3 separate regions of the Mus musculus genome follow, and all the other regions are linked to region 1. Evidence: chromatin contacts called from public HiChIP or PLAC-seq data. All regions are on one chromosome and are shown on one strand. Each heading gives the region's core, a stretch centred on a gene start, on an enhancer-like site or on the middle of the called end of the contact. The rest is flanking DNA. Distances are from core to core; before and after follow the strand shown.

The links. HiChIP or PLAC-seq counts read pairs in DNA pulled down with a chosen protein or histone mark.
Region 2: an H3K4me3 HiChIP or PLAC-seq map of embryonic stem cells shows a contact between it and region 1, with 25 read pairs. The contact joins the enhancer-like site here to the promoter of Swt1 in region 1. A contact is called at or near these places in 1 of 39 promoter capture datasets (liver), 1 of 484 Hi-C or Micro-C datasets (nephron progenitors), 9 of 115 datasets of contacts at active chromatin or transcription factors (bone marrow-derived macrophages, craniofacial prominence, double positive thymocytes and 5 more) and 2 of 9 other capture datasets (adipose tissue and liver).
Region 3: an H3K4me3 HiChIP or PLAC-seq map of bone marrow-derived macrophages shows a contact between it and region 1, with 4 times the contacts expected there. The contact joins the enhancer-like site here to the promoter of Swt1 in region 1. A contact is called at or near these places in 5 of 39 promoter capture datasets (the C10 cell line, hippocampal neurons, liver and 1 more), 1 of 484 Hi-C or Micro-C datasets (nephron progenitors), 21 of 115 datasets of contacts at active chromatin or transcription factors (the 230-238 cell line, the SCID.adh cell line, acute myeloid leukemia and 14 more) and 3 of 9 other capture datasets (adipose tissue, liver and pancreatic islet).

What each region holds. Positions count from the first base shown.
Region 1 is chr1:151,426,731-151,431,569 of GRCm38.p6, reverse strand. Swt1 (SWT1 RNA endoribonuclease homolog (S. cerevisiae)) reads left to right here and starts at 3,135. Exons shown (of 20, transcript NM_025819.4): 1 at 3,135-3,273. It overlaps Trmt1l (tRNA methyltransferase 1 like), which reads right to left and starts at 3,028. Exons shown (of 15, transcript NM_026876.4): 1 at 2,468-3,028. The coding sequence starts at 2,693.
Region 2 is chr1:151,110,512-151,114,798 of GRCm38.p6, reverse strand. The region is part of intron 1 of Gm36139 (a long non-coding RNA gene); the gene reads left to right. Among named protein-coding and RNA genes, the nearest start is that of C730036E19Rik, 25 kb to the left of the region's middle. Within about 2 kb of position 1,423, at least 4 of the 459 cell types and tissues checked have an H3K27ac peak or open chromatin away from gene starts, as enhancers often do. A contact at or near this core is called in embryonic stem cells, where this site is marked.
Region 3 is chr1:151,094,569-151,098,882 of GRCm38.p6, reverse strand. The region is part of intron 1 of Gm36139 (a long non-coding RNA gene); the gene reads left to right. Among named protein-coding and RNA genes, the nearest start is that of Gm36077, 13 kb to the right of the region's middle. Within about 2 kb of position 3,037, at least 108 of the 459 cell types and tissues checked have an H3K27ac peak or open chromatin away from gene starts, as enhancers often do. A contact at or near this core is called in bone marrow-derived macrophages, craniofacial prominence, embryonic limb bud and 1 more, where this site is marked.

The DNA of each region.
Region 1 (4,839 bases), core at 1,886-4,385:
TTCATCTTTCTGATGACTAACGGTCAAGTTCAGGAACTGCTACTCAGCAGACACTGAGGATAGTTAAAGTTTTTAAAAACCATTAGCTGTTTTGAATGTAGTAGCACATTTTTATCACTGATTCTGGGATCTAACACCATCGGACGATTCTGCTCAAATGACAGTTTTCTAAGCAAAAGCAAGGAGTGACAAACATCATTGTATTACTGTCTTTATACTTTTCTTTCTTGAGATAGGAGCTCACTATATAGCTACGACTCTTCTGGAACTATGTAGCCTATGCTGGCTTCAAACTCATTATCCTCCTACTTCAGCTTCTCAAATTCGGGAATTACAGATATGAGCTTGATAAACTTCATATACTAGGCTTTGTTCAAAAACTTAGAATAAAATACAGGCCCAAAAAAGTAACTTAGTTTTTAGTTCGGATAGTGATGGTCCAAAAAGAATTCATTTATACAAACTAAACTACCACATTTGAAATCGAGAAAGGTTCTGTTTCATAGTTCAGGCATGTATGTGCAATAGGATATATAATGCTGCATAAAAGATATGCCTCCTGGATTATTCTGTTAGGCAGTACAATATAAGAGGATCCTAATAAAATTAATAAGTTAGAAAAAGAAAACTGAAAATTATCTAGTCCACTATTGAAGGAAAATTTCAAAACCTGTCTGAAAATTCTTTTTATATCTTTCTAATCTTTTCTGGTTCAACATGGTAATATCATTCTGTATTTAAACACTCTTTTTTTTTTTTTTTTTTTTTTGGTTTTTCAAGACAGGGTTTCTCTGTGTAGCCCTGGCTGTCCTGGAGCTCACTTTGTAGACCAGACTGGCCTTGAACTCAGAAATCCACCTGCCTCTGCCTCCCGAGTGCTGGGATTAAAGGCGTGCGCCACCACGCCCGGCACACTCCTTTTTTTTTTTTTTTAAATAGCATACTCATAATCAATAAAGTAAACCTGTTAAATCAGACAAACCCAATATACTAGAAGGTTCTTTCACAATTTCTTCTGTTACTTTTTCCTCAAATTTCAATTCTATTTCAGAATCACCATTTTCATCTTGCCTAGCTGCTACTGCCTTCAAAGGACTAACTAGATCTGAAAATACATTTTCAAAGGATTAGTGCGTGTTTAAAGGTTTCAACAGCACAAATTCTTCACAGTAGAAATTTGTAATTGTTGTAGCACATATAATCAAATGTTTGCAACCCTCTTCCCCTAAGACAGACTTTTGGGACAATGTCTCCCTAGGCAGCTCAGGTTGATCTCCAAGCTACCAGGCCTGCCTGAATCTCTGGAGTGTTAGGATTACAGGCATACATACCATGAGGAGTCACTATGCCCCATGAGGCATTTTAAGGCATTAAAATGGTGAAGAAGTAAAGAAGCATTCCCCAAACAGCTGAACTATGTCCGATTTAAACATGATCAGGTGGGTGGTAGCTATTCCCTTAACAGTGTAAAAGTCCCTATCCATCAGGTTGTATGTAGAGGGAGAAAAGGCCTTGTTTTGCACTAAAAGCTGTGATCCCAAATGATGAGTCTACTGGATGATTTTTGTCTTTCCTGGGATCAATTCTGCTGCTCTTGAATGTGGTTGTAGAACTGCAAAATAATTCTCTTAGATTATGACTGTTTTATGTACATTTAACCCCCAACTGGCCTAGAAATATGAATTAATTCCTCACGCGATAATTCAGAAGGAGTATAAAGATCCATTTATGGACCACAGATTTGTTGAAAAAAAAAACAAAACTCGTTGAATTTTTTTTTTTTAGGCCCGCTGTGCAAAATGTTAAGAAGATCCTTAAAATGCTAATAATTATCAGTCTTATGTTTCTTATATGAACCGAAAAACCACCACTCGGAACATGTATAAACACATTCAGAAAATAAAAATATGGGCTATACGTTTTCACGATCGTTGTCCTTTGGAATGAAGTACAAAGCTCAATTAGTATTTGGCAGATACAAGAGACGGAGTTTCTATTCTCGGGAGCAAAGTATACTCCAGCAATGAGACAAATCCATCAGTGTGTATAAGTCCTGACTGAAAAATGCTTTCAGTTTCTCAATCTTGATCTACTACTACCTTAGTACCTCCATTACTGTAACACAGTGGAAAGTTTTAAAACTATTGTAGACTGGGTTGAGATGGAAACTACTAAAGACACTAACGGACACAGCCACTAATTTCATTGTTTATTTTTCTCTGCCTCACGCCTGGCCTTCATATATCCTTCAGGATGATATCCTCGAGGTTTATGGAAGAAGTATCCCTTTCCATGCTGTATTCCTTTTACTCTTACCTGCCGCTCTGGTTCCTCCTCCTCCTCCCATTTTTCTAAATTTGCCTTTCCACATTAAAAAAAACACCCTGGAGAAGGGCCTCCCCTATTCCCCAGCGAGGCATGGTTTCTCGCTTCTCTGCGGCAGAGAGATCAGGCCGTCTGCACTTACTGCTTTCAGCCTCCTCGGGGACAGAGGCTAGGGACGGGGACAGGGCCGGAGCCGGGGCCGGGGCAAGGGCTGGGGCTGGATCCGAGTCCGGCGTCGGAGCCGAGTCCAGAGCCGTATCTGCGGCCGGAGCTGGGACCGGAGCCGAATCCGGGGCCCGGGTCGGGACCCTGACCTGGGCCTCCTCCTTCTCCTGGGGTAGCAGCTCCTCCTCCGCCATATTCTCCATAGTTACGGCCTCCGAGCCAGGGGACGCGGAGGGGACTCGCGGCGGAGTGGGTTAATAGACGTTAATGCACACAGGGCTGGATCCAAGGGCGGGGAAGCAATTGGGAAGGCTGTACGCGTGCCACAGACAAACGGCGGAGCTCCAGTGACCCAACCCTGTCAGCAGAAAAACTGAAAGCCAGAGGCAGCGGTTCGACCCTTCGCCGGCTTCCCCTTCCCCGAGGCGTTACGACGCCACCACAGACTGCGCAGAAGCGTGTGGCGGACAGTGTCCAATGAGGAAAAAGAGTTCCGTTTCCTCGGTACGTCCTCTGCATCACTGGCCGCCACCGAACCGAAATAAGACTACAACACCCAGGAGGCATCGCGCCTCATGGGCGGTGCTCAGTTCCGGTCCTTGGAGGAAACACACACAGAGCGCCGAGAACTCTAGAATTGCCTGGAGCGTTCGGCTCCTGGCGGGGGTCCGAGTACAGAACTACATTTCCCAGTGTGCAGCGGGCTCTGGGAAGGCGCTTTGGGTGTCCGACTGGTCCGGGGAATCGCCACTGTCGCTGTGGCTGCTGCTGCCGCGGACTCAGGTAAGTTAGGGTATTCCGGGCGCGTGGACATCTCTCTGGGCGACAGCTTTTCACTGCTGGCCTCCTGTACCCGGACGTCGGTCGGGCTCGGGACCCGCGAGCTGAGGTCTGGGCCGGGCGACTGCGGGGGCTGGTCGGAGGTCGGCCGGCTCGTGGAGTGTGTGGCCGGGTTGCTCCAGCTGGACCTGAGGCGGTGGGGGGACCGATGGCGGCTTGTGTGGGGGTGGGCCGAGGCAGTTTATGAATCCCAGAAGCACTTTTCTGTCAGCCCCCTGAGGTAGAGTCCTGACTCCGCTCTCCACAACTTTCCCCCCCACAACTTGCGACCCGGACGCTCTTCACTTTTTCAATTTTGCCTCTAGGTTAAGGATAGCAGAATAGGCGCGGTGTGGTTGTAGGAGATTGTTTTGCAGTTTTGACCTGTTTTGTTTTGTTTTTTTTTAGGCTTTTACTAACAAATGTATCACTTTGATGCATTTCAGATTCTCTAAGGAATATGGCCAGGGAATCCTCTGCGCCTCAAGTTTTATAAATATATATATCCTGGACTTGTTTATCACCGAAGTCTTATTTGTTCTCTTCACTTTATTTCTAATAAGCACACTGGAGCAGACTGGAAAAACAAAACAAAAACAACCCAAATTGATCTTTCTTTCAGGTTGCCTGCTTCGGACTGTCTTGAGCGTTTAAGGCAAGAGGGGAGGTTCTCAGGTTTTTTTCCTCTGTTGGGAAACCATAGGAGACGGTGTGTGATTGTTTGTTACTTTGAAATGCTGTCTGGAAGTTTTGCTCTCTCATTGTCCTTCCTAGTTGGAGTGTTTGAAGGTGTTTTTCCTTCCCCAGTTTAACGTAAACTTTGTCCCCACCAGTCTTTTGCAAGTTCTAAAGCCCTTAAGGGCTACGAATGTACTTATCTCAGTGGTAAAGTATTTGCTTAGCTCCTTAGCTTAAAGGTCAGAAGCCTGGCCCCACAAGACGACTGAAGGCCTTTTAACCGCTTTTGGACTAGGATTCCTATGTGGGGAGTTAACTATTTAACGATTAAAAGTGAGACAATAGCACCTATTACAACCTGTAGAAATGGTAACTAGGACCAGAGAGATTGTTCAGTGGTTTAGGTCACCTGCTTTTCTTGCGGAAGACTCTTATCAGTTCCCAGCCATCCACTTGACAGATGGAAACCATCTGTAACTCCAGGTCCCAGGGATTTGATGCCCTCACAGAGACTTGAATGCAGACAAAACACATAAAGCACATAAATACATAATATATTAAAAAAAAAGAAATGGTATTATTTTTAATTGACAGAACACCTCACCCCACCTCACCCCTCCCTCTGCCTTTGGTATTCATAACAGGCACTGTGTCTTAGCTCTAAATGACATCCTTAGTACTTGTAGTACTTGTTTTTTTTTTTTTCCCATTTATAAAAAGAGTAAATGATTAATTTGAGAGCTTGACTCAATATTTTAACCTTATTTAACACCAGCTAGAAAACAGATGACAACAATTTAATGTTAGCATGGGGATTCTGTGGCAGTTTAAATTCAGAATTTCTAAGCATGA
Region 2 (4,287 bases), core at 174-2,673, 320 kb after region 1:
AACTGACTGCTCCTCCGAAGGTCCTGAGTTCAAATCCCAGCAACCACATGGTGCCTCACAACCACCTGTAATGAGATCTGAAGCCCTCTTCTGAAGACAGCTACAGTGTACTTATATATAATAAATAAATCTTTAAAAAAAAAAAAGAAAGTAGTTAGGAAGTCCATTGATATAATAGAGTGATAGTAAAAGGTTCCTTCTAAGACCCCTGACTGTAAGAGATCCATGACCTACAAGTTGGATTTCTAGTACCAGGTGTGACCTCCCTCTTACTGAGCAGAGCAATTAGTCAGCTGTTGGTTACCAGCAAGACAGGAGCGCCACTGTTGAACCCTTAGGGCTATCTTGCCATGCTGATCATTACTGTGGATCACAGATGTCACAGGTGGGTAGGACTATTTATTGCTGCTTTCCTCTCATGGGGGCTTACAGAGCACCCTTCAGTACTTTGAAAGCTAGCCTTAAAGTAGCTTTTACATCAGATGCAATGTGAATCCTTCAAGTTCTTATGTCCAAACTGAATGGTGTCTTCACTTACCTTTAACCATCCTAGGAAAATGACAATCACCTGTATTGTTTTGAGAGTCTCCTGGACTCCAGTGACCAACAACTGGAAAGGGAGTTTCTCATGCCCGTTTCTGGGATTTTTCATTGGCTAGTCTATGACTCTTGGTGGGAGTATTGTCAGCCCAAGTGTTATAGCTTCATTTAAACTACACACACACATACACACACACACACACACACACACACACACACACACACACACAAATATCACATGTAAATAATTATATATTTACATGTGTTATATGTTTTGTTATTTTTTTATGGCTTTTTCAAACATTCTTAGTGTTTTCCCCTTAACCCCTCTCCTGTATCGCAACACAAATTGTGGTTCATTTCTTCTTCTCTTCATCTGTACTGATAGCATATTCACATATTGAGTATTTAAAATTCCTCAGTGAATCCACAATAGAACTTTTTCTTACAAAAATTTTGATTTGTATTTTCACAACAGCATTCTTTTGTGTGTGGTACAAATTTATACTCCTCTTTGTTGGTGCAAATTTTGGGGGCTATTTTATTGGGATCTTATATCTACTACCCTTCCAACCCCTCAGGACTAGGTAGGAGACAAAGGAGGTTAGAGGTTGTCTTAGGGTTTTACTGCTATGAACATACACCATGATCAAAACAGCATTTAATTAAGGCTGGCTTATAGGTTCAGAGGTTCCGTCCATTATCATCAAGGCAGGAGGATGGCAGCATCCAGAAAGGCATGGTGCAGGAGGAGCTGAGAGTTTTACCTCTTTATCTGAAGGTTACTAGGAAAAGTCTGGCTCACAAGTAGTTAGGAGGAGAATCTTAAAGTCCACACCCACTGTGACATACTTCCTCCAAAAAGGACACACCCACTCCAACAAGGTCACACCTCCTAATAGTGCCACTACCCCAAGCATATACAAACCATCACAGAAGGGCAAAGGAGAACAGACCACTTTAGACTACTTCCTGCTCATTGGGGCTTTGAGTTCCTTGGGGCAAATCCAATCTTTGTTCTCAGGACATCTCCAACCAGCAATCCAGCAATCCAGCCGTCTAGCATCAGCAAATCTGCAAACTAGCAATCAACCAGAAATTCAGCAATCAACCAGCAATCAATAACCAATAAATCTACCAGCAAGCCAGGAACAACCAGCAGACCAGCAATACAGCAATACAGCAATAGCAAATGCAGCAGCAGGAACCAGCAGCAGGAGAGCAGCAGCCACCACATCCCCTCTTGGGGGTCTTGCATTTATACCCTCTCACGAGTTCCCAGAATTCCAAACATAAACTATCTGTAGCTGGCAAAAATCATACCCCTCGTAGAGCACAAGGCAATTTTCATTAGCAGCTGTGAACAATCTGAAGCCCTATATCCCACACCTGGGATAAAAATAAAACCACATTCACATAACAGTTTTTAAAGAAACCAAAATTCCCACTCCTCCTCCTTCTCCTCCTCCTCCTCCCCTTCCCCTCTTCCTCCTCCTCTCCTTCCCCTTCCCCTCCCCCTTCCCTTCCCCTCCCTCTCCCCTCCCCTCCCCTCCCTTCCCCCTCCCCCTCCCTGTCTTTTATGTACTAGAAGCTGTGTTTTAATGGCAGGGGCTGATGGATTCCACCGATCCATCTTTGAGGCTGGAGTCAGAGCAGCTGTTTCTGTAATGACCCCATCAGTCTGTTGAGGTTTGGTTTCTCTGTCTATTGTAATGCTAAGTGCTGACCCCCAAAAATCTGGAGTCTGTAAAACGACTCTAAGTGACCCTGCCCCCAAGTTATTTCTGATTGGTAAATAAAGATGCCAACAGCTAATAGTTGGGCATAAGAGACATAAGTGGGGTTTATGTTTCCCATTGCTTGGGGTTGGAGTAGGACCACGAGGAGAAAAAGAAGGTGCAGGAGGAGGAAGGAGAAGCAGCCATGGGTTAGGTGAGCCATAAAATGTGTCCCTAAGGGCTGGCTAACTGGAGTTAAGAGCATAGTAAGTAAAAATTCGGGGTTATTGATAGGAAAGTGGAATCTAATAGCACAGAGAACAGATAGCTGCCCATGTCTTGTGCTGTTTACGGCTTATTGTAAATATAAAGGTTGGGTGTGTCTTTTATCCGGGAACTAAATGGGCAAAGGCGAGGTAGAAACCCTGGGTCAGGATTACATATCTCCACAACAAAGTCTAATTTCCCACTTCCCTTTAAAATGTTCTATTGAGACCCTTCAGAACTCATGGGGGCCAAATAAAGAAAGCCTGTGTCTCACAGAAACACCTCTGCTATCACTTATCCACAGGCTAGCATTTGTCTGTTTAGTTGACTTCGCCCGTGTGCACAGCAGTGAATCTCATTGGAATCTGTCCTGGGTATCTTCTCTGCCTCGTCATGAGCAGAGTCATTTCCTTTCAGTAAATATTTGGAAACCCATTCAACGACCTCCTCAGCTGCGCTTTGGGTCTGCACTGGGATGACCAAGGAGGTTCGTGTAGGTGCTTGTGTGTGGTGAGGTTGTTCTGCCCCTCTTTTGTTTTTCTCTGAAAAGCCTTTTGGAAATAAATCTTAAATATAGGATCTGGAGAAAGGGGGTGTTGTCAGACTGTCATCTTGGTTCTAATCAGAAAAGAGGTTTGTTTCCAAGTCAGAATTAGTGGTGTGAAAAGAGTCTAAGAAATGGTCTGGGGAGGCTGGAGGAAGATTCTCTCACTGAGGTGGCTACTAGTGTATCTGTGTCACTCTTTCCCTTGCCAGTTTTACTAGGCATAATTGTATATATTTAAAAAAAAAACTGTGCATGTTTAATGTCTACAGTTATTCTGGTGAAAGAACTTTCCAACTCGATAGAAGAGAAAATAGAACCAGCCAAAATTAAACATCTCACCTCCCGTTTCCCTGTCACCGATGCTGGAGAAGTGAAGGATTTGGGGTGTCCTGTCTGAGGAGCCAGGGATGATGAGTCCCTGGAGGTATAGACCTATCCACTGCCTCCTCTATCTGAATGGCCTCCTCAGAATCTCCTGCCCCATCTGCCTCATCACTATTGCTCCAAGACCAGAACTTGGGTCAGAAACAAGGGCTCTCAGCAAGAGATGCGGGAGCCTCCAGGTTTCATTGATTGATCTGAGGCAATCTTAGTAAGAACCGAATAAATGCTTCTTAGTTGAAATCTATCAGCTCAGTGGTAAGGGAACCCAAATAAAGGGCTAGGCTTACATTGATAGAACCTGACAGCCTTAAGGAATCAAAGGTCCTTAAGCTGACCTGCTTTTGAAGGGGAGAACTATTTACCATCAAATCTTAAAACTATAGGAGCATATACAAAACAAAACAGAAATAAGACAATAACAACGCATGCCAGATGTCTATCTTGCAGAAAGACCATTATCAAGAGCATTCTAGGGTACCCTTTCTATCCTCAGATTTTATCATCAACTTAACACAACCCAGAGACGCCTGGGGAGTCTCAATTGTATGATTCCCTAGATCAAATTGGCCTGTGGCCACGTCTATAGGGAATTGTCTTGATTCTTGATTGATGGGGGAGAGCTCAGCCCACTGTGGGCAGTGCAACCTCAGACAAGGTGGCCCTGGCTTGCATAAGAAAGCAAGCTGAACTCTAGCTTAAGACAGCAAAGCAGCAAGACAGGGGGGGGGGGGTGTTGGGTGTTTCCTTCCTGGTTCCTGCCTCTGCTTCTACTTGAGTTCCTGCCCTGATTTCCCTGTGATTTAGGCTGTGATCTGGAAGGGGAAGATGAAA
Region 3 (4,314 bases), core at 1,788-4,287, 330 kb after region 1:
CAGGGATGAAAGTGTCATGACTTGTCTACAGCTTGGCTGTATTCCTTCTCTGTAAGAAAACAGGTCCAATATCCTTTCTGGATTCTTGTCCAATCCCAAATGGAGACCCCTTACCTCTCTCTTACAGTAGGCAAGAGAGCTGCTACCCCAAACTCATGCCACTTTTTTATTTAGTGTACTACCTACATTGACAATTCAACACTTGCAGTCGGGATATTTGGGTACAGAGCAGGCAGGACTGAAGGAAGAATGATACATTCAGAAGGAACTCCACATGACACAGAGTGAGGCGTTCTGTAGAATGGATAAAGAAGAGCCCCAGGCCAGCTTTATGCCCAGAGAGGACACAAATGGTCACAGTCCATTACTGAGTCAGTGTCTGTCAGAACCACCAGTGCCAGAAAAGCCCAGTGCGTCTCTATGGAAAGGCAACATGCTTTCTAGGGTCTTTATGTAAGGACAGCACTTTGGGTTGCAATAAGCAGTACAGTACCACAAAAAACAAACAAACAAATAGACAAACAAACAACCCCCGAGATCACAGATGAGCTTTGGGTGTTGCTTAAATACAGACTGAAGGTTTAATTTCCAGCTCAATTCAGTCAAGAATTCTATCTCGAATTCCCCATAGAATAGGTTCAGATACAAATGTGTCATCTGTAAGAAAATTAAGTGGGAAGAACTATACAAAAGATCTAGGTTTAAGGATACTTAGCAGCTGGTACAACCGGAGGTAGATGTTAGAGTCATTGCAAGGTGGCCTGAACTCCCTCCTGTTGAGGCAATGTTTTATGATGGTGTTTCAAGCAAGCTTTTGAAGTCTCAGAAGCCATGATTTTGAGGGATCCCACCTGACATTTGACCTGCACGTGGCCCATCGGGCCCAGAAGCAGTGGGACAGAGTTCGCCATGTTAGAGTTGGGAATCCAGACAAGAAAGCTACCTAAATAGAAACATCCTGCTTGTACTTGCTGTTCTTGCAGCTAGCTGTCTTCTGTCCTAAGACATGAATGAAGAGAAGGCACAAACACTGTCTCTGTAGAATGCAGAGCAGCACTGAGACAGTCAGTTCTCTGGGTCCTTGAGGAAATGAGTCCATTCATGACCAGGCCCCACACACATCCCTTTGGCTTCATTTTGACAGTGTTCTCAGAATCACTCAGATGATGATCAAGCTTCCACTTAGTGCATACACACACACACACACACACACACACACACACTGACTTTTGCTTTGGTTCCTTGAGTGTCACCAACCTTGAGCAGCCTACCCCGTGTTTCCTCTTGCTCTCTCTGTCATCTCTCCTTTCTTCTCTCCCTTCCTTCCTGCTTGCTTGCTTCCCCCCCCCCCATTTTAATTCCTACCCAAGCCCACAGGCCTCTTCAGCATTTTGGGATAAAACTCTGACTAGAGCTCTATAATTTTCCCACCCATTGCTCAATTGTCCTGGTGTCCAGAGCTCCAAATTTTCCCATCACCATTGTCTCCCTTGATGAAACTTGGAGGGCACTCTTTTTACATGGCTTTCTTCCTAACAAATTACATGGGCACAGACGTGAGTATATGTTTTATTCAAATTGCTCTGACATCAACCCATCCGAAGAAATCCCCAAATCAAGGACAGTTTGGGACTGGGTAGGAAAGTTGTCCTGTTACTGTTACTGTTGCTGTTTTGATACAGAATCTCATGTAGACATTGAGCCACTGACTGTCTTGCTTCTACTTTCCCAAGGCTGGGACTGCAGTTGCCACCAACCCTGCCTCTGTGTGTGTGTGTGTGTGTGTGTGTGTGTGTGTGTGTGCGCGCGCGCGTGCACACGCACACATGTGCATCCTATTATATCCCATCCTTGACAGATTCCAGAAGCCCTGGGCAGCATGGGATGCTATGGTCTTACTTGCACTCATGTCTTGAGATGCCTATGGCACTCTTACACACTCTTCTAGTAGTTGTTGGCAAGCTGTAAAACTTCCCTTTACTTGTAAAAAGTCTTGATTCTTGGAAGACATCTTTATTTCCAATGTTTTCCAGAAATAGATATCCTTTAGATTTTGTGAGTCGTAAGAAACTAGAGAAATTCTTCAGTAACAATTTAAACTGATGCTTTGCATACTCATATTTATGTATATACATGGATATATGTATATACATGCATGTATGTATGCACACATATATGTATATACACAAATATTTGTTTATTATATATATATATATATGGGGAGAGCGAGGACATGCCCTTATAATGACTTTTAGCCAAGTTTCTGGTGTTTTATTTATAATTGGAGAACCAGCATTTGGCACCTATTTATGAATTAATAAAACTGAAATGTCACCTGTCTTTTAAGTGAAACTTTTGACTTCTGTGGAATTTCTAACTACTCCCATTTAAGAGTTGTGTCCTTGAGGCAGTCACCAGTTTGGATTCTTAACTATAACAAGTTTAGCATTTGCCCTTTAGAGATCAATCACCAGGCTGAAGTCGTCACGTGAAACGTTTACTGTTTATCACCCGACAGCTGTTCCAAAGCCTTATCACCTGCTCTGCTCCCAGCTCGCTCTGGAAACTGAGATATTTACTCCCTGACTATGTACAAAAATGCTTGCAGTATTTTAGCAACCAAACAAATCACACAAGGAGAAAGAGCTTCCAATGGCTTGCTTGTGGTTACGGTTGCTAGGGCAACCACTTCCTTATAGAGTGTTTAACAGCAGCCATGGTTTGGTTTTGTTCCGCACCGCACCCCCCCCCCCACCGCCCCTGCCCCCCCCTCCCCCAGCCCCCAGTGCTACAGAAGCAAAGTTTGTTCAGAAGCCCAGAGGAGCAGAATATAATAAAATGAACCACAAATGAAAATGCAGAAGAGGAAAAGTTCTGGATATCAACTGATGATATATCTGGTATTCTGGAAATCAAACTGAAAGCCAGCAGAATAAAGGTGGAAGAAGGAAGCTCAAGGTCCAACTGTTCTGTGACTACACCATGCTCAGTTAAACAAAGAACCTCACCACTGGGTGCGCACAGTGATAAGGGAATTTTAATTAGATTTGGTAACCGTTGGAAAGAGGTTTGGCTCTATTGCATGGTGATAGACTAGACTGTGAGACGTTGCATGGGCCGCCGAAATGAAGACAGACTTTCTGGGGTTGTACAGTTTTATTTTAAAGGAAAGAAACAATTGTGGTGCATGCTGCTGCTAAAACTCCTTACTGAGAGAGAAAGGACTTGAGATATTGAAATAGAGGAAGTCTAATTTCAAGACACATTTTTCTCAAGGCTTATGAATTTAGAACAAGATACATACCAGGGAGAGTTGAGACTGGTTTGATCCCGTAGCTTTTAAAAAATCATTATTTCTCCATGTGTGACTGTTTGTGTTTTGTGTATATGTGCAGGGACTCGTAAGGTTTTTTTTTTTTTAAACTAATTTATTTATTTTTATGTGCGTTGGTGTCTGCCTGCTTGAATGCCTGTGTGAGGGTGTCCGATCCTCGGGAACTGCAGTTACACACAATTGTGAGCTGCCATGTGGTCTCTGGGAATTGAACCCAGGTCCTGTGGAAGAGCAGCCAGTGCTCTCAACTGCTGAGTCATCTCTCCAGCCCTTCTTAAGATATTTTTTAATTAATTTTTTAGTTAATTATTTTATTTATTTACATCCCAAATGTTGTCCCTCTCCTGGTCCCCACCCCCCAGAGTTCTTCACCCCTCCTCCTTTCCTTCCCCTCTGAGAAGGTACCCCCACCTCCAGGATCCCCCTTCTCTGGGCCATGAAGACTCTTAAGGATTAGGTGCATCATCTCCCACTGAGGCCAGACAAGACAGTCCTCCGCTACGTATGTGTCTAGGGCTTCAGACCAGTCTATGTATCCTCTTTGGTCGGTGACTTAGTCTCTGGGAGCTCCCAAGGGTCCAGGTTAGTTAACACTGTTGTTCTTCCTATGGGGTTGCCATCCCCTTCAGCTCCTTCAATCCTAACTCTCCCATAGTGGTCACTGATCTCTGTCCAATGGTTGGCTGTGTCTGCATCTGTCTCAGTCAGCTGCTGGTAGAGCCTCTCAGAGGACAACCACGCTAGGCTCCTGTCTGCAAGCACAACATAGCATCAGTAATAGTGTCAGAGTTTGGTGCCCGCTCATGGGATGGACCCGAGGTTGGGCCAGTCACTAGACAACCTTCCCTTCATTCTCTGCTCCATTTTTGTCTCTGTATTTCTTTTAGATAGGAACAATTCTGGGTCAGACATTTCAAAGGTGAGTTGGTGATCCAATCCCTCCACTGTGGCCTCTGTCTATGTACTGGAGGCGGTCTCTT